Linked DNA regions of Zea mays: regions 2 and 3 are each linked to region 1. The links are chromatin contacts, called in public Hi-C maps. All regions are on one chromosome and are shown on one strand. Each heading gives the region's core, a stretch centred on a gene start, on an enhancer-like site or on the middle of the called end of the contact. The rest is flanking DNA. Distances are from core to core; before and after follow the strand shown.

The links. A called contact is a pair of places that touch in the nucleus more often than the background predicts.
Region 2: a contact with region 1 is called in a Hi-C map of ear, with 1.8 times the contacts expected there. The contact joins the promoter of LOC100191327 here to the promoter of LOC100280144 in region 1. A contact is called at or near these places in 2 of 25 Hi-C or Micro-C datasets (ear and tassel).
Region 3: a Hi-C map of tassel shows a contact between it and region 1, with 4 times the contacts expected there. The contact joins the promoter of LOC103635420 here to the promoter of LOC100280144 in region 1. A contact is called at or near these places in 2 of 25 Hi-C or Micro-C datasets (ear and tassel).

Annotation. Positions count from the first base shown.
Region 1 is chr8:78,197,218-78,199,942 of Zm-B73-REFERENCE-NAM-5.0, forward strand. It overlaps LOC100280144, which reads left to right and starts at 1,333. Exons shown (of 8, transcript NM_001358284.1): 1 at 1,333-1,556; 2 at 1,645-1,730; 3 at 1,816-1,866; 4 at 2,168-2,199; 5 at 2,202-2,260. The coding sequence starts at 1,415.
Region 2 is chr8:77,863,008-77,865,742 of Zm-B73-REFERENCE-NAM-5.0, forward strand. LOC100191327 reads right to left here and starts at 1,321. Exons shown (of 1, transcript NM_001136761.1): 1 at 131-1,321. The coding sequence starts at 1,195. The coding sequence ends at 401.
Region 3 is chr8:78,659,329-78,662,028 of Zm-B73-REFERENCE-NAM-5.0, forward strand. It overlaps LOC103635420 (protein Rf1, mitochondrial), which reads left to right and starts at 1,276. Exons shown (of 3, transcript XM_035961722.1): 1 at 1,276-2,700. The coding sequence starts at 1,500.

The DNA of each region.
Region 1 (2,725 bases), core at 83-2,582:
CAAATATTGAAGAGTGGTTGATTCGAGATCAACGAGGCTGCCAATGGAACCAAATTCGACGAGAGGCGGCATTTTTTTATTAACGGCGAAGTGGTATGGCCATAGATGGCTCGCAACATAGCAAGCTCACCCCAAGTATTTGATTTTTTTTGACTTGCATCGGGCACTTCCCCTATAGTGGTGACGAATTGGAAAGTGGAAACCCGTCTCGTCTCACCCTGCAGGCCGGCATCATGGTTTACAAAACCGTTCTGGGTGCGAAAACTGTTACCCACCGGTAAACCGGCGAAAACCGGTAAAAACCGTCCGATTTGACCAATCCAAATCAATTTGAATTTGAACCGAATTACCAGTGAAAAACTAGTGAAAATCCGCTCTAAACCGTCGTTTTACCACGAACCGAATTTTGTTGTTTTTATAAAAAAAATGAAAAATTTTGACAGGATTTATTTGTAATTTTCTCAATTCACATTGCACAGTAAATATTAATTGATTCACACGACATGTGTTCACCAAAATAATATACAACATACATATGCAACCACAAACTACAGTTCTCATGCAACAAACAACCAACGAACTTCGCAATACTCAAATACAAGTTCTTTTACAACTCTCCAACGAAGCAACGACACATAGGTCGACTTATTTCAAAATACTCACATGTTCAACTAGAGTCATAGTGATAGTACTCAGGCATGTTGGAAGGATTGTGATATTGTTCCAATCCGTCATAGTGATAGTGATAGGTCTATACAAAAGATATGAGATACACTAGCGAGAAAAACAAGAACGACAAATAAATACTTATCCACAAAGCAAAAAAAACATATATGTGTGTTTGGTGTTCGTGTATTGCATGTGCACCTCACCAAGTGTTAAACTTTTTTTTCTGATCAACAAGTCTTAGGAACACATACAGAAAAACTGGAGTCTGGAGCTAAGGGTTCTATATTGGGTCTTGTCCAGACGGGTAGTTAAAAGAACTGGAGCTACTTAAGCTACGGATTCCATCTTGGACAGGAAATAAAACTGAAATTGACCACTAAATGTCTAAGTTGGACTTGAGCTATGAATTTCATCATCACATATAACATATAACATCTTCACATTTAGCATATAACAGTAAATAAGACTAATGCCTAAATTGACCGCTAAATGTTTAAATTGGACTCAATCTTGCCACTAAATCTGATTCACTGGTAAAAAAATTGGTTGTTTAACGGTCTAAAATGACGGTTTACCGGCTATTTTCGATTTTTATGAATTTTTAATTTTTTTTGAATTTGAAACCAATTTTGGATAAAACCCGGTGGGTAGTTTTGTAAACCATGGCTGGCATCGGGCATCTCCACTCCCACTCCACCGGCCCCACCTCCGCGAGGGGCGACCCGAGAACACCACCACGCCCGCCATGTGGCGCCGCCTCCAAACCCTAGCCCCCTCGCTCCGCCGCGCCGCCGCATCGTCGTCCCCGGCCTCCGCCCGCGCCGTGCCCTTGTCCACGGTGCCGGTGGCCGCGTTCCGGCGCACTTCGACCCTCCTCTCCTCTCCCGGTAAGCCCCCCGTCCCTCAGCAGTTACTTCCTTGCTCCTCTGAGCCGATGGTCTCGTTCTGACGGATCGGAGGACTGTGGCCGTGCAGGCGACAAGCCGGCGCCCAGCAAGGTCGAGGATGTCATGCCGATCGCCACGGGGCTGGAGCGCGAGGAGCTCGAGGCGGAGCTCCAGGTGAGAGGTCACTCTGGGTTCGGACTTCGGAATCTCAACGTGATTCCGGCGGCATTTGATGTGGATTTTGATGCGTTTTCTCCAGGGGAAGAAGCGGTTTGACATGGATCCTGCCGTCGGCCCCTTCGGTACTAAGGTGAGGTGCCCCTGCTTTTGCGACTTAGCTCAGAGCCTCGGACTCTAGGGGATCACGTCAGGTGTTTGGTGTCGTGCAGAGAAATTTGCACAAGTACTTGCTCCGTCCTAGAAAGAATGCAATTATGGGAACCGTCCCAGTGAAACTAGCTCAAGTTTGACCAAATTATAGTAAATAATATTAACATGTATATCTCCAAATAAGTTTATCATGAAAATATATTTTGTAATTAGTTCAGTTATACTTAATTTGTACCATAAATATTATTGTTTTTATATAATTTTAGTCAAATTTCAAATAGGTTGGTTTCTCGAGAAGCAATGATTGCATTTTTTGTGGGACGGAGAGAGTAGTTTCTTCCTCAAGCTGAGTCCTGTTAGGACTGTGAAGTTAGGTAATTATTGGTACTTTTTAGAATTAATTATGTCAAAAAAAACTTTTGCTGTGTCCATGGCTATTGTTCACCTGATCTGCTCTGTGGTCTTTGGCTAGTTGAACGTGTTGTAGTCTAGTTTGTTATTAAGACAGCCATTTCGTGGTACAAAATGTCATCATGTTAGAGGCCCCAGTGTTCAATGTTTACCAGTCTGCTCATTAGTTGTCATTTACATTGAAGTCTGTGGCTTCTTTTACTCCCTCTGTCCTAAAATAGTATTCGTTTTAGCTCTCGGTTTTTACTCCCTCCGTTCCATAATCTGCCTCGTCTAAGCAATTTTTTTTTGCAGATTCCGTTTTCTTCGTCGTATTTGTATTTGCTGCTTCATTGAATGTGCATGCTGCTTGGTTCCCAATAAAAACTGAAGCAGTGCGTTTGTTTATTCTCTCTGCATGGCTGCATGCTCCTCTCCCAAACGTTCAC
Region 2 (2,735 bases), core at 71-2,570, 330 kb before region 1:
AGAATCTCTTACTATTTAATTTTAATATTCAATTTTAAATAGTAAGGGATTCTAACCCTAAATTTGTTCAGTTAGAGATAGATTAAGAAAGATTAGGGTAGATTAAACCCATTCTAGTCAAATTTGAATATAAAGAAATTTAATCCTTCCAACCCTCTTCAATCCATCTCTTAATTCTCTCATTCCTTTTCCTTCCAAAGGAGCCGCAAGGGACTCGGACATAGGAAATGGAATGCGATAAGCTCCAGCAGCTAATGGGCCCTACAATCCGGGGCTTCGGGCCTCCATTGAGCCCAAGCAACGGCCCAAAAGGGTGGCGCTGAAACAATTTATTTATCTACCCTTTTCCCCTCATTTTACGGCACGGGAAATGATGGGTGGCGCCTGGCGCGGGCGATGATCACCGGAGCTCGGTGGGCAGCGCCCGTCTCCTGGCGGCCTCCTCCCAGTTGAGCGGCACGCGGCCCTCGCGGTCGCGGCTGAGCCACTCCTGCGCGCCGCCGCGGAGCTTCTCCAGCCGCAGCGCGTCGCTCTGGTGCATGGCGAACACCTTCAGCACGTTGAGCAGCGCTGCCGCCAGCCACAGCACGCTCCCGACCAGGCACAGCCACGCCGGCTCGCCGCCGCTGCGGGGGCGGTTCAGCGCCGCGGCGACCAGGAACAGAAGGCTCCCCAGCAGCTGAGGCACCTGCACGCCCGACTGCAGCAGCTGCGCGCGGCCGTCGGCGCGCTCGTACACCTGGCAGGAGTTGAGCACGGAGCCCAGCACCCACAGCAGCGCCGCGACGAGCAGCATGGTCGCCGCGTGCCGCTGCTGGGACTGGGAGTGGGAGTGGGGGGAGGCCAGCAGCGCCAGGCCGGCGGCGGCGAGCGCGCACCCGGCTGCGTGCACGGCCGGCACGAGGAACTCCACGAGCCCGAGCTGGGCATCGTACCTCGCCAGTCCCACGCGGCAGTCGACGCCAGCCAGGTGCGCGGCGAGGTCGTGTGCGTTGACGGCCGCCACGGCCGCCAGCGCCACGGCGCCTACGGCGAGCCCCAGCCTGGCCGCGGACACGGACATGGACAGCGCCGCCGCCAGGACCAGGAGCAGCGCCGCGAACACGTATGTCCCCGCGTTGATGTACTCCCACCGCCTCGCCGCCAGCGCCGGCCCGTACAGCCGCGCCTCCCTGGCCGTCGCCAGCTTCACCATGGCAGGCCGCCGGACCCCGGATCGATCGATCGCGCGGTGGGCAAAGGCGCTTCTTTTCCCTTTCTTTCTCTCTCTGGCGCTCCGGAACCGGAACGAAGCTAGGAAGCAGTTTCGCGATCGGTGTGTAAGTGTGTTAATGCGGCGCGGCTTGGAGTTGGAGGGAGGCGGCCAGGTGGTGCAGGTGCTCTCGCGTACGTGGCACCGTGCCGTGAGGTCTGCGCCCTGACGACATGCAACAAGCTTGGCACTTTGTGTTGCCAGACGAGCATGTTTGAAGGCACACGCGGACGTGGGCAGTTACATCTGGCAAGCATGCCGTTTGTGCGTCCTTGGCTCGTTGCTAACAAACGGATCAGCATTTGAGGAAGAAAAAAATGGTATCAAGGCCAACAAAAATCATCATTCAAAGCACTACTTATTACTTGCTAAAAAACGTTCTCTATATATTTTCGCTTGAATTAAAGTCAGATGTTCATACTGTTGCAGATATAATCTATAGAGATTTTCTAAATTAATAATTTAGTTAGTTAACATAAAAACTTTTCTCCAGCAGTTCTCTCAATAAATTTTTTAACTTTAACAACTTCTTATCTAAACACATTTACTCTCTACATTTAACAACTTCCTAAACAAAAATGTTGACTGCATTATGTAGGTAATGAAGTTAATTGTTGAAATTTGTGACTTATTCTTTTTTTATTTGGATAGATACAAAACAAAACTACAACATATATTTAAAGAATTATAGAAGAATTCACATTATTTACTCCTAAAGTTATTTAGCAACTTCTTAAATCTATGATTAGAGAGCTAAAATTTACATAACTATTGAACTTGCTAGAAGAGCAACTCTAAGAGCCTCTTTATATTTTTCGTAATCTATATAAATAGACTTTTGTAAAAAAAATACACTCAAACAACTTATCTAAATGGTTATCTATTTCGTGTTTCTCGCTAGCTAAATATAGAAAACGTGAATCTTTCTAAGATATAGAAAGGCTGTTAAAAATTGAAAAGATATAGAAAATGATTTTTATATAAATGACTCTAAATAATAATTTAGAGAGTAAAATTTAAAAAAATAACACACTTGGAGATGCTATCTGTAGTCATCCGCAGACTCTATCTGTAGCTATTGGACGTTTTTTCCCACCCAAGCTTCTATTTCTATCAAACCGTGAAGATATAAAGAGGCTCTAAATTGTTTTAGCTTTTTAATTTACATAGAGTTTATTATGCATCTAGACGTATATTATGTCAAGGTATATAATATTATGTCTAGACGTATACTACCTCGGCTCATAAATACATGACACAATTTATTTATTTTTTTAAACTTTGACTACTCGTATTATTTAAAATACTTATTTAAATATATAAAATATTAAGTCAAACGCAAACTACATGATAAAACATATAATAAATAAATAAATTATAAATTATTATTTTTTAATAAAACTATTGATTAAATTTTTTTTAAAGTCAACAGTGTCATATATTTATGAATGGAGGGGAGTATTTTTCTATTTAGAAACTGCTG
Region 3 (2,700 bases), core at 26-2,525, 460 kb after region 1:
TATGTTTGGACTAATAATTATTATATTATTTATTTAGATTTTCATTTAAGAAGAAATGTTATTCAATAACCAAAATCAATCATGAGCAATCAAAAATTATTTCAAAAGCAAATAAATAACAAACACTTGAATGAAAAATTTATTGCCATAATTACCATTAATAACTAAATGTATTATTTTTATTTGATGATTTTTATAGTGTTACAGTAGCTGGCCGTGGCTTTTATAGGATGGAGTGAGTTGGGAGTGACGGATGATTTCTTCTTAAAGGAATGGATTATATATCCAAGGAATACTCCAACTCTCTTGAGTGCGGTCTTGGTCAGAGAAGGCAAAAAGGGCATCACGTGCATTACCACATTCCCGGGGGCCTGTATGGTTGTGCATCCAGTTGTAAATAACGAATCACGCTTTCTATTAGTTAGGGTACATAATGGAGCTCTCCTTTTTTGCCCTCTCTCTTTCTTTTGTTGATGAAGTGTGCCTTTCTTTGAATAATATCCTACTGGATCTTATTCCGAGTTCACACACTGCACTTCACTTGGACCTAGTGAATGGCTCCATTTCTTATGTTTCCTTTGTCGTATTATTATATAGAGAAGAACAAGAAAAGAAAACAAAAGGTAGCATTTGCTTTATTGTATTTCCTTGGCATCCAAGCTTCCTTCTGAAACGGTAGTCGACTGCCTTTTCTACATAGTGCTGTGCGTCGCAAGTTTGGGATGAAATGGAATTGGAAGGTGGGAGTGCCAGTAAAAAAAAGCTTCCACCGGCGATCAGGTCAGGTCTCAACTGGGGCGTGTGCCTTCGCCTGATCGCACGCGTTCCGTGCCGGCGAAGGAGCCTGATTGATCCTGACGTGGTTTGCTCGACGTCAACGATTGCAGCATTAGGTGAGATCAAGCATCAGGTGAGATCACAGTGGTGTGGGATGCTAGTATGATACAGACTGGAGTAGAGATGTTCTTTTTCGACTTTTAACCTTTGCACAAGTCATCATGCACTTAACTAACTATCCTTTTATTATAAGTCAATCATTTGTCTGATAATAGCAAGCTAAGACATGCTCCTGAGAGTTGCAGCCAAGAGAGAAAATACTGAAGATGGCTTTTTGCCAAGCTAGCCCAAGGTCTCTATGGGCAGTGGCCCACGAAAGGTGAGGAAGGCCCGAGGAGCCTTCCGGTCGTGTCTTGGGCTGTCGTCTCACCCACTGGCTCGCATCGGCATCGGAATCGGCTTTGCCACTTCAAGCGCAAGTTCTACCAGCGCTACATCGTGAGTTCCACTTCCACCGCTTCTGCTGCCCTTCGCCCTGCGCCCCTGCCTCATGTTCCGCGATTCCCTTTGCACACCCTCCCGCTGCTAAATCCGTGTGCTGGGTTCCAGATTGCAGGAGCTTGCCTTGTAGCGTCGCGTTATGCTGGTTGCAGCGAGTGACTAAGCAGAGATCCGTTCGGCCCATTCACTCCACCACTGCTCCACACAGCGAGTGACAAGGCATGTCGCGAGGGGTCAGCTCTGGCCGCCGCACGTGCTTGGAGCTGGAGCGGATAATCCTAAATCGGCACCGCTCCGGAAGCCTCGGCCGAGAGGACGCGCTCAACCTGTTCGATGAATTGCTTCCTCAGGCCAGACCGGCATCGGTGCACGCCTTCAATAGTGTCCTCACCGTCGTCGCTCGCGCCGACTCCTCGTCGTCACCACGTCACAGCGCTGCGCTCGCCGTGTCCCTTTTCAATACCATGGTCCGGTCCGGCGTCAATATGATGGCCGCCATCATAGGCATCCTCATCCGTTGCTTCTGCACTGTTGGCCGCTTGGACCTCGCCTTCGCTGCCTTTGCCCTGTTCCTCAAGACGGGATGGAGGGTGCAGAACGTGACCCTCAACCAGCTAATCAAGGGTCTCTGTGATGGCAACAGGACTGATGACGCAATGGATATGGTGTTCAGAAGAATGCCGGAGCTTGGCTATACACCTGATGTTTTCTCCTACAATGCTCTTATCAAAGGGCTCTGCGTCGAGAAAAAGAGTCAAGAGGCTCTTGAGCTGCTGATTCACATGACGGCCGATGGCGGATACAACTGTTCTCCCAATGTGGTGTCGTATAACACAGTCATTGATGGCTTCTTTAAAGAAGGTGAAGTCGACAAAGCTTACTTCCTGTTTCATGAAATGATGGGCCAGGGGCTTCCACCTGATGTTGTGACATACAACTCACTCATTGATGGCCTGTGCAAGGCTCAAGCAATGGACAAGGCTGTAGCAATCCTACAACATATGTTTGATAAAGGTGTTATGCCGGATACTAGGACATATAATATCATGATCCGTGGATATTGCTCTTTAGGACAGTTGGAAGAGGCAGTGAGACTGCTCAAAAAGATGTCTGGTAGTGGTCTTCAACCGGATGTTGTCACTTACAGTCTTCTGATACAGTATTATTGCAAGATTGGAAGATGCGCAGAAGCTAGGAGTGTCTTTGATTCAATGGTTCGGAAGGGTCAAAAACCCAATTCTACTATCTATCACATCTTGCTTCATGGGTACGCCACGAAAGGAGCTCTTATTGATGTGCGTGATCTCCTTGATTTGATGATTCGAGACGGTATTCCGTTTGAACATCGTGCCTTCAACATCTTGATTTGTGCATACGCTAAACATGGAGCAGTGGATAAGGCAATGACTGCATTTACAGAAA